Regions from separate parts of the Mus musculus genome. Here region 1 is linked to region 2. A link is a contact called in public promoter capture Hi-C data. All regions are on one chromosome and are shown on one strand. The core of a region is the stretch at or near the end of the contact, and the rest is flanking DNA. Distances in the headings are between cores, read along the strand shown.

What was found. Capture Hi-C pulls out chosen DNA fragments and counts their contacts.
Region 1: a contact with region 2 is called in a promoter capture Hi-C map of liver, with 4 times the contacts expected there. The contact joins the promoter of 9030616G12Rik here to the promoter of Rdh7 in region 2. A contact is called at or near these places in 2 of 39 promoter capture datasets (cranial neural crest and pre-B cells) and 1 of 9 other capture datasets (liver).

The regions. Positions count from the first base shown.
Region 1 is chr10:128,967,630-128,973,621 of GRCm38.p6, forward strand. 9030616G12Rik (RIKEN cDNA 9030616G12 gene) reads left to right here and starts at 3,568. Exons shown (of 2, transcript NR_152816.1): 1 at 3,568-3,698.
Region 2 is chr10:127,887,263-127,893,095 of GRCm38.p6, forward strand. Rdh7 (retinol dehydrogenase 7) reads right to left here and starts at 1,471. Exons shown (of 4, transcript NM_001150749.1): 1 at 1,039-1,471; 2 at 154-409. The coding sequence starts at 1,351.

The sequences.
Region 1 (5,992 bases), core at 2,318-4,817, 1.1 Mb after region 2:
AACAAAAATGTTTTTGGTTGGAAATAAACATCTAAACTGCAGCATTATTGAGTGACTCCCTGCTGACATTACTTCATTTTAAATATATTTGCAGTATGAAAATATAAGACATTTATCTCTCTCTCCAAAGTCTGATTGGCCTGTCTGCCACAACCAGTTTATGGATGGAATGTGAAATCAGCAATGGCAGTTGTAAATGTTGCTCATGATTCTATGTGTTCTGAAACAGAAAACTGTGTTTCCCCTTTCAAGATAGGCATGAGCTACATCAAGTCAAGCAAGCAACAAACTCAGGGGCCAGTTTACCAACAGCACAACAGTCTTTCACCTTGCTCTGTATTCCAGGCTAGCTCTGGCTCTGAGGCAGCCCTCAGAGCTGACTCCAGCCTCAGGATGTAGCTGCAGTACTTCCCTGCCCCTGACACCCCAGCTCTTGGGAGATTGGCATGTGCTAAGGCCTCTTAGCTCTGCAGTCTGACAGAGGCTGACTGAATCCTTGATGAGAGCTTTTCTTTGGGTGTTGATTCTCTCTCTCCAATTCATAATGTAATTTTTTTTTGTGTGTATATCAAGATATACAGCATATGGTACGCAGTGTGTCTACAGAGTAACATGGCTACTGTACTAAAGCAAGCTGACCTGTCTGTCACTTCACAGGATTCCCTTTTAGTGTGACAAGTGCAGCTGAAATCCATCACTTGGCAAAGTCCGTGAATGCAGTATTAACTACTAGAACTAGTCTGTTACTTTGTAGCCTTTGATCTACATATCCTCATTTCTTCCCTCCTACTCTGCTGGGGTAACCAATGTTTTAAAAAGTTTTGAGTGCTGGATGTGGTGACTCATGCCTGTGCTATTAGCACTCTGTGAGTTCCAGGCTGGTTTGGTTTACATAGTAAGGTCCAGGACAGCCAAGACTACAAAGAGAGACCCTGTTTTTTTTTTTTTTTTTTTTTTTTTTTTTTTTTTTTTTTTGTAAGTTTTGAGTCGGGAGTGCACTTGGGTAGCAAAGGCAGGTGGATTTCTGTGAGTTTGAGGTTGGCCTGTTTATATAGCAAGAATATAGCCCAGCTAGGGCTACACAGTAAGATCCTGTTTCAACAAAGAAACAAACAAGATCCCACATTTGTGTGTGCATGACTGTGTGTGTGTGTTCATGAGTATTGTGTGCATGTGTGTTTGTGCAGATGAGTGTGTTGAAGCCAGGGAGTGTGTGTGTGTGTATGTGTGTGTGCATGTACAGATGGGTGTGTTGAAGCCAGGGAGTATGTGTGTATTCTTGCAGGGTGTGTGTGTGTATGTGTGTGTATGTGTGTGTTCAGGTGCAGATGGGTGTGTTGAAGCCAGGGTGTGTGTATTTGTGCAGATGGGTGTGTGGAAGCCAGAGTGTGTGTGTGTATGTGTGTGTGCATGTGCAGATGGGTGTGTTGAAGCCAGGGTGTATGTGTGTATTTGTGTAGGTGGGTGTGTTGAAGCCAGGGTGTGTGTGTGTGTGTGTGTGTGTGTGTGTGTATGTGTGTGTGCATGTGCAGATGGGTGTGTTGAAGCCAGGGAGTATGTGTGTATTCGTGCAGATGGGTGTGTTGAAGCCAGGGTGTGTGTGTATATTTGTGCAGATGGGTGTGTAGAAGCCAGAGTGTGTGTGTGTATGTGTGTGTGCATGTGCAGATGGGTGTGTTGAAGCCAGGGTGTGTGTGTATATTTGTGTAGGTGGGTGTGTTGAAGCCAGGGTGTGTGTATGTGTGTGTATGTATGTGTGTGTGCATGTGCAGATGGGTGTGTTGAAGCCAGGGGTTGGTGCTGGGTGCTGTTTTCTATTACTTGATCTCCATCTCAATCTTTCGGACAGTGTCTCTCACTGAGAGGATGACTGGTTATTGATGTCCAGGGATTTGCCTATTCTCCGTGCTGAGTTGCAGGTGCATACACTCAGCTTTTCATGGGTGCTAAAACCCAGGTTCAGGCTTTCATGCCTATGCAGCAGGCATCTCAATGGCCCAGTCATTTCCCCAGTCCCTGTAAACACTATTTCATCCTTTATCTCTGTGGGTGGGGGTGGGGGGAAGATTCTACACAGGAGTAAGTGAAGCCATGCAATATTTTTATTTTTTATTTTTTTTCCAAGACAGGGTTTCTCTGTGTAGACCTGGCTATCCTGGAACTTGCTCTCTGTAGATTCAGAGATTCACCTGACTTTGCCTCCCAAGTGCTGAGATTAAGACCACTTCTTGGCTTTTTGTTTGTTTGTTTGTTTTTGAGACAAGGTCTCTCTACATAGCCTTGGTTGTCCTGAGATATACAATGTAGACAGGCTAGTTTCAAACCTGCCTGCCTCTGCCTCCTAAGTGCTGGGATTAAAGGCATTTGGCACCATGTCCAGCTAATATTTTTATATTTATGCCCAGTTACACATTTTTCTCAGCATGATGTATTCTAATTTCTTCCCTGTTGTGTCAAATGTGGGTGGATAATGTCTTACTGTGTATTCATATTGCAGTTTCGTTATCCACTGTTTGGTTGTTGGACACTTGTTTTCATTGCATGACTAATGCTGCCATGAAGGTAGAAGAAAGGAGGTCTTTATGTGGAGCCCTCTCCTTTAGGTAGTACCTGGAAGTTAAACTCCTAGATCTTGTAGTTCAGTTTTTAATTTCTTTAGGCAATGCCACCCCAGTTCCGCAGTGGCTGCATTCCCATGTTGGGTTATTTCTCTTCCAGAGCACCAGGGGACTAGAAAAGAAATGTGATAAGAATACGGAGGTGGAGTAAGACAAGAAGCCCTTATCTAAAATGTTCAAAAAAGTTTCCCAGAACTCTAGAAATGAACCAAAGATATAACAATCCACCAAGTGATTCACCTGCCTGTCTCCTAGAGAAATGGCTGACTGTCATAGGAGCCATGAGCGTGGTGGTATTTAATGAGCCTTATTTTTACCCTTTCCCACTTCCAGCCTTGAAACCGGAGACCCACTATAATGGGTCTGCAGTAAGCTGCAGGTGATAAGCAGGCTTCATGCTTCTTAAAGACCCTGTATGCAAATAAATGGGACAGCCTCAGACAGTTGGTGCTAATTTTAAAGTTGCAGTTGCCTTGTGGTGCTATTCATTTAAGCAAAAGACAGATTGGCTAAAATTAATGAAGTAAATCTAAGGGATGTCCAGAGGGGTGTTTCAGCAGCCCTTACTCAGGGGTCTCCTGGCAGCACACTTACTCTCACCTCTTGGTTCACCTTGAGGCTCTGTCTGCTCAAGCAGGAACTAAAATCTAGGTTAGAGGGCTTGCTTGCTGAAGGCAATAGGCACAGCACCCTCAGCAAAGGTGGGGCACCTAACAGGAAGGTAAAGGTCTCCAGGGAAACCTCTGTTTTGTTATTTGACTGTGTAGCTAGCCAGAGACTTCAGAGGTCATACCTGCTAAAGTATAAAGATTTCAAAATCAGTTCAGGAAAGATACTGGCAACAAATATAGCAGCAGCTGCAGCCACAAAAACAAACAGCAACACCAAATCCTGTCTCCAGAACTGTCAGAGACATTATTTAACTCGCCCAGTTTCCAGTGAGAAACTTAAAGAGATACAAAGAAACAGACCAGTGTAGATCACAACAGATGCTTGTCAGAGAGGCATGCTTCCCTCACAGAAATCCAAATGACTTAAGTTACTAGAAAGATATCACCTGGGAATTCTTATTTCTGTAAGGTAAGTAGTGATGTCTCCTCCTTCCTTCCTGATTTTAGTAACCCAACTATTTTTCTTGTTTTTATCTATTTGTTTAGTTTTGGTCAGTTTAGCTATAGCTTAGTTAATTTTATTATCTTTTCAAAGAAGAACCCTTTTGTTGATTTTCTGTTTCTATTGTTTCATTTATTTAAGTTTAAATCTCTTTCTCTCTCTCTTCCTTCCTTCCTTCCTTCCTTCCTTCCTTCCTTCCTTCCTTCCTTCCTTCCTTCCTTCCTTTCTTTCTTTCTTTCTTTCTTTCTTTCTTTCTTTCTTTCTTTCTTTCTTTCTTTCTTTCTTTCTTTCTTTCTTTCTTTCTTTCTGGATAGACTAAGCCTCTACCTCTGATCATTTAAAAGTGTTCTTAAACTAGGTGTAGTGGTGGTGCATGTATGTCCATCATCCCTCCACACAGGAGGCAGAGGCAGAGGCAGGGGCAGGGGCAGGGGCAGGGGCAGGGGCAGGGGCAGGGGCAGGGGCAGGGGCAGGGGCAGGGGCAGGGGCAGGGGCAAAGGCAGGAGATTGGCTACAAGTTCAAGGACAGCCTGGGTTTATAGTGAGTTCCTGGCCAACCAGAGCTACATACTGAGACTTTGTCACAAAATACCAAAAAAAAAAAAAAAAAAAAGGGGGGGGGGACCAACCAACCAAAAACCAACAACAATAAAGTTCTTTAACTGTAGTAATAACTTCTTTCTTCTTAAAAAAAGATTTATTTATTTATTTATTTATTTATTTACTTATATGAGTGCTCTGTCTGTCTGTATGCCTGCATACAGAAGAGGGCATTAGATACCATTATAGACAGTTGTGAGATGCCATGTGGTTGCTGAGATTTGAACTCAGGACCTCTGGAAGAGCAGTCTTAACTATTGAGCCATTTCTCCAGTGCTGTGGTAATAATTTCATCTTACTGTTTTTGCTTACTAGTACAGGCACTTAATCAGAGACCCCTAAATATATTAAGTAAAACCCAACAGAGTTGAAGAGACAAATAGGCAATCTAACAAAATTAGTTGGAGATTTCTAAATCTGCCTCCCCTCTTTGAGATAGTGTCTTTTGCACCCCAGACTAACTTTAACCTTGCTATGTGGCCAAGGATAACTTTGAATTTCTGATCCTCCTGCCTTTATGTTTCTGGAACTGGGAATACTGGCATGTACCAAGGTTTAGCTTTATGTAATGATGAAGGAAGCTAACCCAGGGCTTTGCCTATGTTCGAGAGGTACTCTGCTAACTGTGCTATATCCCAACCCTACATTCCACTTTTAATGGATAGAACAAGTAGGCAGAAGATAAACTGGGACCTAGAAGACGTGACTAGACTTATAGATACAACTTCAGGATGTGTCTGATCTTTTTTGCACTGGGAACAAATCTGGGACCTTAGACACACTGGACAACAGCTGAGCCACACCCCTGGTCCTATACAGTTTTCAAATATGAGACATTCTTCACGATAGATCACATGCTATGCCATAAAATAAGGCCCAAAAGATTTAAAATGATTGAAATAATACAAAATAGACCCTCTGATCACGTGACATAAATAATAAGAGCAGTCAAGAGCAGAAGAAAATTTGGGATGTTCTTCGTGGTTATTTAAATGAGAATGGCTCATAGATTTGAATGCTTGATTGCCAGGAAGTGGCACTATTTGAATGGATTAAGAGGTGTGACTTTGATGGAGGAAGTGAGTCACTAGAGGAGGGTTTTGAGGTTTCAAAAGCCTAAAACAGGCCCAGAGGCTCTGGCTCTTCCTGCTGCCTGCTGATTCTAGCTGTAGAACTCTCATCTATGTCTCCAGCACCATGACTGTTTACCTGTCACTATGTTCCCCACCGTGATGACAATGGACTAAACCTCTGAAACTCCAAGCCGGCCTCAGTGAAATGTTTTCCTTTGTAAAAGTTATGGTCACAGTGCCTCATCATGACAGTACAATACTGATTAAGACAAATATTGTGCTAGGTAGTTCTATGACAGCTTGACACAAACTAAAGTCATCCGAGGGGAGAGAATATCAGTTAGAAGTGTCACCATAAGATTGGGCTATAGGTAAGCCTGTAGACCATTGTTTAAATTTTTGATTGTGGGGGAGGGTCCAGGTTATTGTGGGTAGTGCCATCCCTGGCTGGTGGTCCTGGGTTCTATAAGAAAGGAAATTGAGCAAGCCAGTAAGCAGCATCCCCTTCACAGCCTCTGCATCAGCTCCTGCCTCGGGTTCCTGCCTTGCTTAAGTATCTGAGTATCTGTCCTCAATTCCTTTAATGAT
Region 2 (5,833 bases), core at 221-2,720:
CAGTGAGTGACCACCTTACTCCAGAAAGGAGAAGGTAAAGAGAGCCTTCCAAACCAAAAAGAAAAGACTGTTCATGAGGGGTTCTCAAAGGTTGCAATTATAATAAAACACTTCGCTGAAGGGTCCCCACGGGACCTCAAAACCATCTAATACCTGAGGGAGTCTGAGAAGGCCTCTACACCATACTTGGAGATGCAGTAACCACCACCACACAAAGACACTCGACCCATGGAGCTGGAGATGTTGACCACACGGCCCCTCGCCTTCCTCACTAAGGGCAGCATGCTCAGAGTCACCTCGATCATGCCCAACAGGTTCACATCCAGTATATTTGCAAAGTCCTCTTTTTTCAGCCACTCATTGATAGCAAAGACACAGATGCCAGCATTGTTGACCAGGCCCCAGAGTCCTGGAAAAAGCGGAAAGAAGAAAGAATCACAGGTCTAGTTTTCACTAAAATCCACATTCCACCGGGTAAACTGAGACCATTCAGACAGGCATTGGATGGAGAGTGGGGGATAAAAAACAGCATATTGTCAGCAGGGTTGGTGCATCCCATCCCGGAAGAAATGGCTCACAGCACAGATACCTTCCGCTTCTTTTGATCCTTGGCAGGTCAGCTCACTGCTCGAGAACCACCCACCTCATGTCTGCTAATAACAAGAACGAAGGTCCAAGACATCTTACAGATTAACAATACCTTTGCAGATGAGGAAGCAGAGGAAAAGACAAAGGAAAACAAGGGGAGGGGGATAAAAGGCGAAAGGCAAAGCTAATATTCTAATGGCATTTGAGACACATGAACAAAAGGTCCTGGTTGGAGATGATTTTGGAAAGCCGTGCTGCTTTTGTACTTTGAAGAAAGTTGGGAGACAGAAGGTAGGGGCTGGAGAGGGAAGAGAGAGAGTACTCAGGTGATGTGCTGGGTTACTTCAGGGCCCCCAAGCCCCATTAGGGATCTGGCCAGGGAGTATAAAGGGGAGGCCCCCTTCAAACAGGGAGACAAACCAGCAACACAGACAGGAATCTCAGTGGTACCTCTGTTCCCAACACGCTCCTTCACCCACTGAGTGGCTGCCACAATACTCTCTGTCTTGGTGACATCCAGGATCACTGTCTCCAGCCTGTCAGATGTCTTGTTCCTCAGCTGCTCAGCTCCCTTCTCCGTCAGACATGCAGCTAGCACCCTCATGCCTCTCCTGTCCAGCTGTCTGGCCAGAAGGTTCCCAAAGCCAGAGTCACAGCCCGTGATGAAGACATACTTGTCTTGGAGATGGCTCACCACCTGCCTCTCCCTGAAGAAGCGCAGGAGCGTCCACAGGCCCACCAGTGCAACCAGGTAGAGCCACATGGTTTGTAGAAGTCAAGCAGAGAGAGATATTCTGTGTCAAAATGAGCCTGGCCTCTGCTTACACAGGAAGGTATAGGCACTGAGAATGTCAGGTTTCTATCATGTTCCTCTGACCAGTATGGGTTTTCTGATATCTCAATGCCCTTTGGCTCTCCCTGTCTTGCTGCCAAAGAAAACACCTCTGTCTGTTCAATAACACAGATCTATTCTCTTAAGCTCTTTGACCCTGGACTCAGGGGGGAATACATATTTGGTTCATTACATAGGCCCCATGGTCCAGTCCAAGGCTCATCTTGTGTCTCTGCATCTTGCACTCTGGAACTACAAACCAGGACATTGTGAGCATAGTTTGAAGCTATTGCCAACCTGCACTTGGACTGAGGACACATTACAGGAGAGGACATGGAGAGCTGGTACCTTCCTAATATAGTAGCTGCCCAGGAAGAGGGAAGGGCCGGCCCCAAACATGAAACACAAACTGGGGTCCCAGACACACTGTGACCCCCAGAGTTGATGTGGAGAGGAAATGACTTTACCCTAAACAGGCCTTTCTTGTTAGTTGTGACTCTTGTTTGTTCTTGTCAACCCACACAAGTGATGATCAAATGGGAAGAACCTCACCTGAGAAAATGCTTCCACTGGATTACCCATAGACATGTCATCCATGGGGCCATTTTCTTGGTTGCTAATAGACAGAGGAAGGTCCAATCCTCTATGTGGGAGCAACATTCCCAGGTCACCCCTGGGCAGGGGATGCTGGGCCATGTAAAAAGTAGGCTGAAGCTGACTGAAACAGATGCAAAGCTTGGGGACTTTTTTTTCTAAGATTTATTTATTTTATGTATATGTGTACACTGCCTCCAGACATACCAGAAGAGGGCATCAAATCTCACTACAGATGGTTGTGAGCTACCATGTGGTTGCTGGAAATTGAACTCAGGACCTTTGGAAGAGCAGACAGTGCTCTTAACCTCTGAGCCATCTCTCCAGCCCAAACTTGGGGACTCTTATGGAAGAGCTGGGAGAAGGATCAACGGCCTCAGAGGGGTTAAGAACTCCACAGGACAACCAGCAGAGTCAATTAACCTGGACCCTTGGGGGGCTCTCAGAGACTGAAACACCATCCAAAAAGCATCTGCAGGCTAGACATAGGCCCTCTGCACATATGATGGTCACCACTTTCTAACTCAGTTTGCATGAATCAAAGTAGTCTTGTTGCTCTCAAGTCCTGAAGGGCCTTTATGTGCCAAGGTGGGGAGATACCCAAGGTGGGCCTCCACCCTCTCAGAGGAGGAAGGGATGGGAGGATGGGGAGAGGGACTGTGTGAGGGGTAGACTAGAAGTGGGGCAGCAATTGAGATGTAAAGTTAATTACTAATTAATTAATGGAAGAAAAAGGGTGGGTTGTAGTAATAGTTTTTATTTAATAAGTCCTGGTGTGGGGTTGCTTCCCACCTCAATGGTTTATGTTCCCGAATGAAAGACACACACAGACTTTATATTTTAATATGCCGTATGCAGCACAATAACTGGGCATCTACCTAACCTCCATGCTGCTAGAATCTACTTCCCGCTGATAATTTCAAGTTACTACTTCCTAATGTTCCATCTTGGCTGCTCTAGACCCAGTTGAGCAGCCTTCTGGGACGTGTCCTCTGCACCCATTACGTGGCAGCTCTGCTCCTCTCTCCTATCTTCAGCATGACGTCTCTCTCTCTCTCCACGCTCTCCGAAAGCAAGGCAGATAACACTCACTCTCTTTCCTCTAGGTCCCAAGCCCGGGAAACCTAAAACACCCGCTTCTCTCTTCTCCCTAGCTGTTTTCTGCTGACATCTTTATTAACCAATCAGAATTAACTGGAGACAGGTTCCCAGGAGCACCGAAAGCGATGCAATTAGCATTCGTAATACAAGCCTCCACAGTGGGTAGGAAGCTTCTGTCGTTAATCCTGCCTGCTCCTGACCTGGGCGCCCCCCTGACCCTGATCTTGCGCAGCTTGCCTGCTCAGGTGCTCTCTGCTAGTCTGTAGTTTCTCCTGTTCGAGCCTTGTTTCCTTCTTCCTTGTTTCCTTCTCCTGCTCCTCCTGCTCTGTGGTGCTTTGAATGAGAATTGACCCTCAGAAGTTTAAAGCCCTGTCCCGGGTATGAGCCACCTTTGGGAAGGATTGGGAGGTGTGGCCTTGTTGGAGGAGATGGGCTTTGAGATTACTAAGGACTCCCTCTACTCAAGCCAGCTCTGTTTCTTGCTTCCTTCAGACTTCATCTCTCATGCTGCAGCAGCTGCCTGCCTCAATGCTTGCACTCAGCGTCGTAGACTCTAACCCAGCAGAACCCCTGCCCAATTAAATGCTTCTTAAAATAAGTTATCTTGTTCATGAAGTTTGGTAACAGCAGGAGAAAAGCAACCCCTGTGTCCTCTACACCCTGCAGCTGAACCAGCTTTGTGCCTTACAGCTGCTCCAGAATATCTGTCTATCAGAGCAATAGGGACTAAGGGACTCTGAACTATCTTAGCAGCCAAGAGGTCCTCAAAATCCTTGAGTGGCCAGCACCCTACAAAGTGAACACTGGGACTTTCTAAACAAAGGGAGATTGTGGATATATTTTTCTGCAGTGAACCCACGTCCCTTCAACGATTCGTCCACTTACTGTCAAAAGCCATTCCTCATACATACTGCATCTCTCTTACTTTTTCTGACCACAGTCTGCACTCTTGTTGGTGTTGGGGCTTCAAGAACTCTGTACGATTAAGGAGTCCATAGAATTTCCGGGTAAAGTCAGAGAGAATAGGAAAGTAGATGTGACTCTGTTGCAGGAGACACAGGACTAAAAAAAAAGCCTCAGAGACAACTCCCTGATTCATGGAGGTTCCCTCAGTCCATCCATTCCTCCTGAGATTCTCACACAAGCCAAATGATAGTGTCCAGCTGCTCCTCTTGTCTGTCCTTGCTAGGGTGGGCTGATCCCATTCCAGCCTGACCCTGTGAGTGTCCAATGCTAAAACTCTTCTGATCTCTGGGCTGCTCTGATCTTCTGAGGTAGATGGGAACTGAGCCATCCCCTGGGATCAGGAGTCCACCTTAGCCAAGGGGAAAGCACTTTCTCCCAAAAGTCAGTGTACCTCACCCAATCCACCCTTTCTTCTTCATGCAAAAGGGGGAAAGGTGGAGCCTAGGGTCCGTGCTGCAAAGGTGGAAACAGGCCCACTGTCATGCCTGTTTCTCAACTTGACCATGTGCTGCCCCTACTCAGTCTTAGTTGGGAATCAGAAATGAAAGACTATTGTGCTCTAATGGCTGAGGATCTAGGGTTGGAGGCATGGGATTGGGGTATGTACAGTGCACTCCTCATGCATGGATGGATGAGACAGCCTCTTGTGGCAGCCAGAGTCCTTCTGTGTCCCTCTGAGTACACTGTGGCTTCTCCCAATGCAGAATCCTGGGTGAGGAGAAAAGGAGGCTCCTCCAGGGATGGGGATGCAGTCTTGAACCACTTTACAGGGCACTTCCTGCTAATTACACATGGTTCTGTCTCATCATGATGCTCTTCAGCTGTTACCTCCTTCCAGCCTAGCAAGGCTGGCTGTGACCATCCATCCACCACTTAAGTGAAGCCACCTGCTGTGCTGCTTCTCATCCCTCTCCTTTGATGTGCCACTACCTGCCTGAGGCAGAACCTGTCTGAGGCCGAACCAGTTCTTCTCTGAGATTTTCCAGAGTTAGCACCAAACTGTTATTTTCTAGAGTTCCCACTAGAAGGCTGATCTGTCTACTTCAAAGGAACTTTGCCACATGGCAAGGAATGAGCCTCCCCTCTTCTTTATTAAGCGTGTTTGCTGTCATTAAAGTTGAGCTTTGATCAGAATTTTGTTTTAGCTTCATCTTTCTCTCATCTGCCTAGCCCCCTCTTCTCTTCCAGATTCCAAGATGCCTTTCCAGACTAGAACCCAGACATGCTGGCCAGACACAACATTCAGCCTCTACTTATGCTTAGGGCTGTAGATCATCCTGGGTGCTGCCCTTTCCCGGGGGAGCCAGCATGACCTTCCAGAGAGGACTGAGATGGGTCCAACCTCCTGACCAGCCTCCTCACAGGCTGTTATGTGCAGAGATACCATTGGGTTACCGAAGTGTGGTGTGTGTGTGTGTATGAGTGTGTATGAGTGTTTGTGTGCACGTATGAGTTGTGTGTGTTTATCAGAGTGTATTTGCTTTTAGTGTGTGAATGTGTATAGGTGTGTATGAGAAAGTGTGTGAATGAGTGTGAGAGTGTGTGTGTGTAAATGTGTTTTTCTCTCTTCCCCGCAACCTCTATCTATCTCTGTTGTAACCCAGGACCTCATTTTTAGTAGTCTAGGTTTGCCTTGAGTTCATAGTGTTCCACCTACATCAGCTTTCCAGAATTCCTAGGTTACAGGAGTAAGCTGTTATGATCTTGCTCTGTTTGGAAAATGTTCTTCAAATGAACTACAAAGGAGCATTG